Linked DNA regions of Danio rerio: region 2 is linked to region 1. Evidence: chromatin contacts called from public Micro-C data. All regions are on one chromosome and are shown on one strand. The core of a region is the stretch at or near the end of the contact, and the rest is flanking DNA. Distances in the headings are between cores, read along the strand shown. Region 1 holds the start of sh2b1 (SH2B adaptor protein 1). Region 2 holds the start of atxn2l (ataxin 2-like).

Region 1 (5,812 bases), core at 2,289-4,788:
ATTTGATTTAAACTCCCAAGTGCAATTTCCTCAATATTTTAATTATTTTAACTTCCATATTATACTGTAAATATATCAAAACTTACATTTGGATAAGTAATATAAATTGCAAGATCACACTTCATTTAGAAGCCCACATGCAATTTTTTTCAATATTTTAATTTAACGCTCACATTATTGTAAGTATATCAAAACTTAATGTTTGATTAGTAATATACTGTGTGTGTGTGTGTGTGTGTGTGTGTGTGTGTATATATATATATATATATATATATATATATATATATATATATATATATATATATATATTTTTTTTTTAATATATATATTATATATATATATATATATATATATATATATATATATATATATATATATATTGCTTAACACTTCTTTTAGAAAGCTAAAGGGGATTTTTGTCAATGTTTAATTATTTTAACACTCATATTATACTGTGAATAAATCCAAACTTAATGTTTGATTAGTAATATACGTTGACAAGCAATTAATTTAGACAGCTAAAGGCAAATTACTCATAATAAACTGTAAATATATCAAAACTCAATGCTTTGATTAGTAATATATTGCTAAGCACTTCATTTAGACTCCAGTGCAATTTTCCCAATATTTAAATTATTTTAACCATCATATTATACTGTAAACATATCAAAACTTAATTTTTGATTAGTAATATACTTGCTAAGCACTTCGTTTAGACATTTAAAGGCACATTTTCTTAAAATTTACATTTTTTTGGTCTAAATAGTTGTAGCTTGGCCAAATCTGGAACCATACATCAAAGAAAAGCTTATGTATTCAGCTCTCATATAGTCTAATAATCCCAATTTCCAAAAATATGAAGTCCATTTTGTAGTGCATGATCCCATTTATCATATCCTCATCTCTTACTGAAATAATCAAGCAGCTATCTGAAGTTCAATGTGTTACAACCTCTATATATGACTCAACCATGAGTCTGAGCAATGTCCCTGCTTTACTTTTTCATACAACTGTCCAATGTGGCTCCTCCTAAATTTGCACATCCCTCTCCCTCAGTGTTTTTTCCCATTGAAAATCCCCCTTCTCCAACACTCCCTGTCCCCCCAACCTACACCCTCTCCCACTATATCGCGAGAGACTGGTTGGGACAGCAGGCAGAGAAATATTCATATACCTGCAACAAGAGCAGTCGCAAAGCCCTTATAAATAAATAGATACGATACGATTCATCAATAAGTTTAGCATCAACAGGGGACAGCTAGACGAAGAGGAATGAATATTATTGTAAACATTGGCAGACACACTGCCTGCCTAGCAATACAGCCAGCTAGCTGACCAGCAGCTCAAACTTGATAATTTAATAGCAGTGCTGTGTTATCTTGTTAGCACCAGGCTAGCTCAAAAATACGTTTGCACGGAAACCTTTTTGGATTTCACTAAGGCCAACGAACAAATCGCGTCATATGTGCACAAAAGGTGAGTTAATGCGACATTGTTTTCCCCGTTGCGAAAAGATCGTTAGCATAACTAGCCAGTGTTTTCATGCGCTAAAGTTAGCAGGCTAGCCCGAGTTAGCTCGGTGTGTTGACATTATCAGCGTGAGAGCGTGTTTTGACAATTAAACTTATGTCAGACAGCTAGCCTAGTGAAGTGTGTTTAGCATTGTGTGATTTTTCTATTAAACCTCTATTAGTTGTAAATACCACCGACTGGCATTTAAGCGTGGTGTGTTTTCTTTACAGCGAACAACTGCGCCGGCCTCGAGTTACACCGTGGCCTGAAAATGGTGAGTTATCGCAGGGGCTCGTGAGCATCATTTCTGCATCATGTAAATAGTCTTAACAGTTTTCAATTCGGGGTTTAGGTTTGAATTCGTCTTTAAATGTTCACAGATGCTCCGTTTGTTGGCTGTAGGTGGTTCTGTAATAAAAATAAATGAGATATTAGCGCTCAGCACGTTCTTCGGATATCAGGTGGAGGATTGAGGCTCACAGCTCGAAAGCAAAACAACGCATCCTTCTACTTCCTTCAGGCATGACACATAGCTTGTAAATGTCACATTTTCGTAGCTGGAAGATCATCCAAAGTTTGTGCTCAGGTTGATAATAGTCAGAGTTGATCAAATGCCTTTTAGAGATTGTAAAATGTCCTTAATTTTCAAACCCTCATACTATGCTGTAAACATATAGGAAACTTTTGTTACATGTAAAAAAAACAAAATGCAGGCAAAACGTCACATTTAACAGCATGTATGTTATTTTTAATTTTAAATATGCATTGGAAATGAAAATATAGTTGTTTAGAGAAAAAAATATATATTTCTCGCTTTCATGATGTTTGCAACCCTACATGATTTTTTTTAGAGATGTCCTGATCAGGTTTTTTTTGTCCTCAAGTCTGTCATTTGATTTTGAGTATCTACCGATACCCGAGCAGATACTTCAATAATACATACAAAAAGAGAAAAGAAGAGCGAAAAAACAGATCCAGGATATTTCTTATGTTTTATTTAATTCACCTTATTTTAACATTCAACAACTCTGTTAACAAACAGAGCACTTCTGTGAAATAGCTTGAACAATTAGGTAATAAATAGTATTAAATCTTCACTTTTGGACTTCAGTGCAACAGTAATTATAATTTAAAAATCTAATATAAAAACAAATAGCACCTCAACTTAAAATACCCGACAGGCAATCCCAAGTTTACATACGTCACAGTTTGCTATGGCAATGTTGTCATCATCAACTTTATAATACCTCCAGATCGCAGACATACTCACTCTTTCCGCTTCATGCTGCTTTTGTGTTCTTTGCCGTCATTTGACCATTCATTTGTCATTTAACCAATAGCCTCTTTGCAACAAAGTGATGTGTTAAAAAATAATTATATATATATATATATATATATATATATATATATATATATTCCAGTCCTGGTCGGGAGGTTGTGTCTGATTCTGATCAGAGTCTGAACTTGTGTGATCAGGCCCAATTTCCTATCACGTGATCGTATCTGGACATCCTTAATTTTTATGTTGTATTGTGGAGCACAAACGGCAAAAAGCCTGTGTCTATATCCACATTCATTGCGTCTTTTTTTCACACTAGGAAAGTTGTCATCTATCTCCTCAAAAAGATTTGTAACATCATTAGAATGAGTAAAATGTCAGAATAAAAAAATGGGTGACCTAGCTATGATATTGTGTTTAAGAAAATAAAAATATTTGCTTTGAAATAGTTTGTTTCATTTAGATGGTATAGTTATTATTTTTAGATAAAAATGATGGCAATGTTATATCAGTTTTTAAAATCCATATCTAAAAATTTCTCTTTACTTCTTTTTTAGGTCACAAATCCCAAGCGTAGGATCCTCTCCGAACCGTAAACCAGAGACCACCTGAAAACTACCATCATCAGCTTAGCCTGCTGCTCCTGACATCTTTTAGTTTTGCTCCTACATACACACATTATTGTGTATAGAATGTGAAGTACTTTAGACGAATACAGAGCCAAGTCTTTTTCTTTAAATGGGGGAAGACGATTCCTGGCCATTTTTATCAGGCCACATATTTTTGGTCAGGTTTTCAGAATTGGAGTCTATCATAAAACCGTAGCCTGATGAACAGATTGCGTGCCCCCCATACACACCTAATCGCAGCCATCCTGACGTCTTTGATGATCGGTTGGTCTGAGATTGATTAGTCAGTCATGAACGGCTCCTTATTAACTCCACCGAGTCCACGGGCTGCGGCTAATTCATCTCCCCTTCCGCCATCCCCTTCTCCATCGCCCTCTCCTCCGTCTCCATCGCTGTTGCCCTTGTCCACCAGACCTCCGCCTTTGCCTCCTCCGACTCCTGTAGGTCAACCCTTGTCTTCGTTATCCGACACACCCACACCATCGCCATCTCCCTGCCTCAGCTGGACCGAGTTCTGTGAGCTCCATGCCCGGGTAGCCGCCGGGGATTTTGCTCGACATTTCCGGGCCTTCCTTCAGGAGAACCCAAATTACTCCCCTGATTCGGCAGCTCTTTTTTGCCGTCGCTTTACAGACAGATTTGTTCGGCATTTTGAGAGCGAGCTTGAAGTAACTGGTATCAGTAGGGAAGGTACGGTGAATTGGGTCGCCCAATCGGATGTTACCTCGTTAGAGGAGGATGCAGCATCTCCGTCTTTGCTAACGGCGGAATCCGCAGCAGCCTCATGCCCACCTATTCACACACGGGCCACTCCCAAACCTATCCTGACCCAGGAAAGCCGTGGTACAGAACGATTCCAGAACTCTGGAGGCTTTCAGGACTCGTACGCTCACGCGCAGATTCTCCCACCGTCCTCCTCGTCGTCTTGCTCGTCCTCTATGGGTGGAAATAACGGGCGCAGAGAGGAGAGGGGAATGGCCCTCAAACACAATCCTTCAGGATATAAAGACCTAGAGGAAGAGGAAGATAGCTGGGCAGGACCTGTAACTCTGGAGGAGGTAGAGACCGACATCATAGGTAGGGACAATGAGGGCGAGGATTTAGAAAGAGCCGACCTCACCCTCAATCCCTCCAGTGCACCAGCAAACTCGAAAGGCAACGGGACGCCTATTGGAGGTCACTCCAAGAACAAGTTAAAGAAGCGTTTCTCTTTGCGCAGTGTGGGACGGAGTGTCAGGGGTAGTGTGAGGGGCATCTTGCATTGGCGCAGCTCCTCCAGCGACTCCCCGCAGAACTGCAGCAACTCCAGCCCTCTTCCCTCCAGCTACAGCTACACTACTGGCCTGCAGGATGGCAAGAGGAACTCCGGCTCGCAAGGGGTTCCCTCTTCTCTCCCGGTGTCTCTCTCTCTTCCCCTTTCCCTTCCTCACTCCTCGTCCTCTTCACTGCCCCCTTCATCCTCCAGCAGCGCCACTTCTCTTTCGCTCTCTGAGGCCCGCGACTGGCGAAGGAGCAACGGAGATGGCGAGAAGGAGAAATGGAGTCACCGGTTGGAAAAACTACGACTGTCTCGCTCTCCTCCGCCAAATCTGTCCAGCGCAGCTCCTCCATCTTCGGTTTTATCCCCTTCATCGCTCCCACCAAGCAGCATCAACGCCTCCAGGAAGATGGGCAGGCTGGTGCGGGAGGGAGGAGTGACCGTGTGCTCATCTTCGGATGAGTTCGCCAGCACTCACGGGTTCCCAGGCTTTTCCTTTGGACTGCTGCATCACGGCGCAGACAGCTCTGTGTCTGGACATCCCACAGCCATAGGTGGCGCTGTGGGTGGACGGGGTACGCGTTGGCACAAGTGCCGTCTAGTTCTGAAAGAACGAGATAAGGATGGAGGGGATGGAGGGTTGGAATATTTCCTGGAGTTTTACATCCCGCCGAAGGTTGGTGAAACTTTTTGGCCTCTACATGTAAAATATATACATTTAACCACTTAAACTCTGCGTGCCCGGTACAAGGGGCAAAATTACATCATCGGGAGAATAACAATAGATTTAAGAGGTCTATCTGCATCAATAAAACCATATGGCCTACTGAGTGAAAGCTTAGAATGTGTATTTTCAACTGATATACATCACTTTGATATTTGTTGTACTGTAACAAAGTTATTAACACTTAATTTAGACTCGATGTATAGTATCTCAACCCTCCCGATTATGTACTTTGTTCAGTATGCATATTTTTCACATCGCTAATATTAGACACACAATGGCAAGTAATACATCAAATTAAAGCTCCCATTCCCAATAATAAGGATCCATTGTTATTTTTATTGATTTACAATCACATATCCAACAGTCTTCGAATGAATCATAAAGTATGAACTCGTTTTTTGTAAACA
Region 2 (5,812 bases), core at 2,217-4,716, 34 kb after region 1:
CTGATCAGTTTCTTTGCTCTTCTCTAATTTTTTTTTTATGTATTATAGACGTATCGGTTCAGATTCGGTATTGGTAGATACTCAAAAGCAAGTGAATGTGACTCATACTCGAGGGCAAAAAAACCTGATCAGGACATCCCTAATTTACACACTTTAAACATTTGATTTCAGTTACTTTGTTACAATCAAACGAAAAAAAGGGTTACATTAAACAATCTCTAAACCATCCCCATCATTCTCCCTCTATTCTCAGATGGTGGGCCAAATCAAGTTTGGCTCTAGTTTGGGCACCTCTGACCTAAAGAATAACAATGTGCGCCATCAAACGTTGCCATTTTTTATTTCACACCCCCCTTTCGTCTTTTGACTATGTAAAATCCTGAAAAGAGTCCTCACTCTGGTGTTCACCCTTTACTCATTTAATTCTCTCTTTCTTTCTCATCCTATATATCTGCAATTCTCAGACTTGACCAGCAGACCCCGTAGTCCTCCCCAACCGCCGCCTCCACCCTTGCCTCCAGGACGCCCCCCGCCCCCAACCCCGCCCCAGGAGCGCGGACCCGAGCCTGAGGTGGCCGGCGGAGGCGGAGCGAGCAGCGGGGCGGAGGAGTGCGAGGAGCGAGAGCGGGAGCCAGCGCTTCTCCAACTGGAAGGGGTGGAGGGAGAAGAGCGCGAAGGAGGAAGAGCGAGAGCTATCGACAACCAGTACTCCTTCTTCTGAACCCAGAACCAGGACAGCCCTTCACAATCAGTATTTTCAGTATTCTCCAACTGACTGATTTATTATTAACACTATTAAACATGAGCTTTCACCATGCGAGAGAGGGAGATATATATATATATATAAATAGAGAGAGAGAGAGAGATTCATACACATTGACGGTACATTTTTAAAACACTAAAGTATCGGTACTACACTAAATCAGAGGTGCATTGTGAAACTGTTGGGTCGGCTTTTACTAATTGGTTTCTCCAGCGTTTGTCAGTGTGAACGTTTCCTCCTCTGGTGCTTGTTGATTTTGCATAGGAAGGTACGACCATGAGCGCCACCGTTTTTATTTTAGCATTTCGTAACGAGTCGCAATTTCAAGTCGGGACTCGGGATGACTAGTATTCTTTAACCCTTCGCACTTATACAAAAAATAATTTTTTTGGTCGTTTGTTGTTGTTGTTGTTGATGTTGAAATTTTTACTTGTTCAGAGATTGTTACCCACCAGCACTCTTGTTATTGTTGTTATATTATTATTATTATTAATACTGGAGACGTTTTAGTTGATTTCTTTATGTTCTGCCACTGACAAACTACGAATGTCGCAAAAAAAAAAAAACAACGATACAAAAACCAAGTAATAACTATTCTTCCTGTTACTTTCAGTTGTGATTATTTTGCTAGATACTACCTTGGGCTTAACAAAGTTTTGCCAAAAAAAAAAAAAAAAAAAAAACAAGCAGAAGAAAAACAAAAGCAAGCCCAGTCATCTGAAGTCCGGTAGTATTACTTATTTTTAAGGTTAATTACTATAGTAAACATCTCCATAGACTCCATCATTACCTCAGAGTCCTGATCTGTCACCCAGCTCCTCTGCTCTCTCTCTCTCTCTTTCTCTCTCTGTCTACATTTTATCTTTCCTTTTAGCTTTACGATCTTTGCTTTTATTGGTGCGTTTATTTCAAAGCTGCAGTCCAGAGGAGGGAGAACGTCCTTCATTTAAAAGCGAAATTACTGAGTATGAATATGACAATAATAACTGTTGATGATGCTTTTAATGAATTTAATAATTGTCAGAATAATAGTATTATTTTATTTTTTCGTTTGTTTAAATATGCCTTTATTTTTGTTTACTATACGAACACAAACACTTTTTTTTTTTCTTTTCCAAGATCTGTTTCTTAATATTTTGTGCCTTTTTATATCTCTCTTCTGATCTCACTGCTGTCTCCTTTGCTTTCGGTGTCCAACAGATTTCAGGAAAAAAGGATAAAAAAAACAGCCCCTTTCTTCTTGTGCCTTTTCGTGTTGTTCTCCGTCATTCCCTCTTGTTTTTGTGCCAGTCATTCTTTGATTTCGTGCCTCGATCTGTCCTCTCATGCTTTATTGATCCCCTACAGGTCATTCGCTATCAGTTGTTCTCCACACTTTTACCTTTTATTTAAACCTCTTATTGTGCCTTCTCTCTCTTTTCTCTTCTCTTCTCTTCTCTCTCTCTCTCTCTCTCTCTCTCTGTCTGTCTGTGCTGGGACCGTGTGTTAAGGTGGACACTCTTGCCCACTCTGTGTAATTAGAGTTTCAGGTACTACATTGAATTTAATGATGATGACGATGATGATGATGATAATAATATGATATAATATAATTATACTGAAACAATATGTCTTGAGTTGTGTTTAATTATGACTGGATGGATGGATGGATATAATTTTATTTTCATAAGCATAGAAAGATGGATGGAATGTTTAGATAGATAGTGGGAGAGAGAGAAACAGAGAGAGATTTTTTCAACGTAAACATTGATATTTCGAATATAGTTTATGTAAACATTTGTTAGAATGTTTTATAGTAGATTGATAGAATTTTATTTGTAGATAGATAGATAGATAGATAGATAGATAGATAGATAGATAGATAGATAGATAGATAGATAGATAGATAGATAGATAGAATTTTATGTAAGCATAGATATATCAATGAATGTAAGCATAGATGAAAAGTTCTATAGATGGAGGGATAGATGGATGATTTTATTAACAAAATCATAGATGGATAGTTTATGTAAGCATAGATGGATGGATGGATGGATGGATGGATAGATAGATAGATAGATAGATAGATAGATAGATAGATAGATAGATAGTTTCTATGATAGAATTTTATTTATGTAAGCATAGACATATCAATGAATATAGATGGATGGATGGATGATAGAATTTTATTTAATAAATCAGATATATAGACGGATAGTTTAATCATAGATGGAATGTTCTTTAGATGAATAGTTTTATTAACGTGAACATGGATGAATATAATTTTATTTAGGTAAGCATGGATAGAGAAAACTTTATTTACAAAAGCATAGATATATCAATGAATAGATATAATTTATAACGTAGATGGATTGTTCTTTAGAAGGACTGACACGTGATAGATAGATAGATAGATAGATAGATAGATAGATAGATAGATAGATAGATAGATAGATAGATAGATAGATAGATAGATAGATAGATAGATAGATAGATAGATAGATCGATCTTTACGTAAGCACGATTCTTTTCGCAAAGCATGTTGTACGTGTGGCTGCCGACGTGATACGGGCCTTGTACGCTATTGCGTCATCACGCGACGTATGACAGTGTCGTCCAATGACAGTCGAAGGTTTTTGAAAAAACAGCCATCGCGTTCATCGCTGGCTAATTCGCGAGACGTGGTGCCGGTAATATTTAATAGAAAAAATAAGGCTTGTTGCCTTTTCGTGTTGCGTTCGCGACGGAATATCGGACCGAACTGGACTTCGCGCTTTAACGGAGATCGCGCTCGTGCGGACCTGAAATCGCCGCGGAAAAACTACAAAAATAACACCGCAGGCAGGCTAGTCCACATACTAGCTTGTCATAGGCAACAAGGGGAATTTAGCGGGCAACTCAGTTAGCGGCTAGTTATGTCTTTTCGCCGACAGAACGTGAGTAGCACATCTACAAATTGCAGTCATTTTTGAACATAAATCGTATCAGTTGAAAATATGAAAGCGTGTATGCTTCAAATGTTGTCGCCCTCCCTTTAGCTTCCACTTTCGCATTACGGTAACATGCTAGTAAACCACCTAGCCATCGCTGCTCGGCTGGACTTTTTAATATACGTGAATGTGTTTAATACTTGTTTTATGTCAGCATTTGAGAATGGTTGTGCTTTCTAACAGCAACCTGGACCCGGTGGCCGCAAAACATCCAATGGAACTTCAGGGTCAATGGCTTCATCCGTTCCGGGGAGCAACTCTAACAGACCCAACCCGGGGAGGTAAAGCACATGTCGGGCTGGCCCGCGCAGAAAGTCCGCGGCTTGTCATTTTAACACGAGGCCTACCGGTCAAAGTGGGCGTGTTCCTAGCGCATTCCTAATCTATTTCCACGAGCGCCAATAATTTCGAGGCTCGTTTAATTGGCGTGAGCAACAGCCAATCGCCGTGCAGAGAGTTTGATTGGCAGATTTGCAGGCCAATGATGGAGAGAATTGTCGTCGACAATTCATGCCCACCCAGCGAGAGTGTTTTCAACCAATAGGATTTAGGTTATAACAGATTGGCATGTTTTGTAGCCTATAAGTGGTATCGAAGGCGGGTCGTGGGAAGGGATCAGCAGTGTTTTGTTGTTGTTTTCGATCCCATATGATTCAGTATTGTGTTCGACTTTCAACTTGAGCCATTTTAGACAGACGCCTTCCAAGAGGAGCCGGGATGCATGTGACAAAAAAGTAGAAACACTCGTTTGTAATTAGCGGTTTGGTTTATTGTAGCGACGGGCACGGAATGTGTACATTTGCGCATGTTAATGTCAAGCTGTTTGTCTTGTCCTGTCTGCGGCACGGCGTTTGCTTGTGTTGCTAACCCGCTTTGCGGTCTGACGTAAATAAAACACGCGCTTGACTGCTATTGTTTACACATTTGCATTAATACATCATATTTTGTCCTGATACGCAACGGGGTTCAACCCGACCGTCATTTTGTTACTCGTGTGTGGTTGTCCTTTTGTTTTCGACTCGCTCAGCGGTGTTGTAATTGTTGTTCATACATGTAACAGAGGAGCAATACCTGCAACACCGGTCTGTGTTTCACGTCTCTCTCAATATACGACACATTTGGGGGATTTCGTAAACATTTATTAGTTTATAAGTAAAATTAGTGTTTAATGTCTACATTTCTGATTGTTTTTTTCTGATAGTTTCCATGTTTTAGTAACCATTGAAATCATTGATTTGTTACAATACACATATGTATGTTTTAAAGATTAATATGTTAATGTTGTGGTATTGGTTTGACTTTTTTTCCCTTTTAGAAACAGAAACTCCGTGAAGACTCCTTCACAGTCACCACCTGTACGTAATTTCCTTTGTGTATCTTGCATTTTCAAATATTTAAATATTTCGACCACTAAAATAACTTGTTATATTTGTAGGTGTTTGAAGGTGTGTACAACAACTCCCGGATGCTCCATTTTCTCACAGCCGTCGTGGTGAGTTTTTGTATAAAAATATAAATTATATATTTGATAGACAACACACTACTTGACAAAAGTCTTGTCGTCTATCTCAGTTGTACGAGCGTCGAGTAATAACTTGACTTCTTGTTGATCATTTGGAAAAGTGGCAGAAGGTAGATTTTTCCAATGAATTATCTGTTGAACTGCATCCCAATCATCACAGGCACTGCAGAATACATATTGGAACCTGCATGGGCAGTTTGGTGAACAAAAAAAAATCATGGTTTGGGGTTACATTCAGTATGGGGGTGTGCGAGAGATCTGCAGAGTGGATGGCAACATCAACAGCTTGAGGTATCAAGACTTTTGTGCTGCCCATTACATTACAAACCACAGGAGAGGGCAAATTCTTCAGCAGCATAGCGCTTATTCTCATACTTTAGCCTCCACATCAAAGTTCCTGAAAGCAAAGAAGGTCAAGGTGCTCCTGAGTTTGGCCTGCCCAGTGACAAGATATGAACATTATTGAGCATGTCTAGGGTCAAATGAAGGAGGAGGCACTGAAGATGAATCCAAAATATCTTGATGAACTCTGGGAGTCCTGCAAGAACACTTTCTTTG

What was found. Hi-C and Micro-C count contacts between places; a contact is called where the count stands out from the background.
Region 2: a contact with region 1 is called in a Micro-C map of caudal fin, with 2.0 times the contacts expected there. The contact joins the promoter of atxn2l here to the promoter of sh2b1 in region 1. A contact is called at or near these places in 2 of 18 Hi-C or Micro-C datasets (caudal fin and hematopoietic stem cells).

What each region holds. Positions count from the first base shown.
Region 1 is chr3:14,013,739-14,019,550 of GRCz12tu, forward strand. It overlaps sh2b1 (SH2B adaptor protein 1), which reads left to right and starts at 3,539. Exons shown (of 8, transcript NM_001110455.1): 1 at 3,539-5,354. The coding sequence starts at 3,711. All of the region lies in intron 1 of LOC137490042 (a long non-coding RNA gene), which reads right to left.
Region 2 is chr3:14,047,491-14,053,302 of GRCz12tu, forward strand. atxn2l (ataxin 2-like) reads left to right here and starts at 3,467. Exons shown (of 24, transcript NM_212684.2): 1 at 3,467-3,678; 2 at 3,916-4,013; 3 at 5,048-5,087; 4 at 5,168-5,224. The coding sequence starts at 3,658. All of the region lies in intron 1 of LOC137490042 (a long non-coding RNA gene), which reads right to left. It overlaps sh2b1 (SH2B adaptor protein 1), which reads left to right. Exons shown (of 8, transcript NM_001110455.1): 8 at 465-1,446. The coding sequence ends at 721.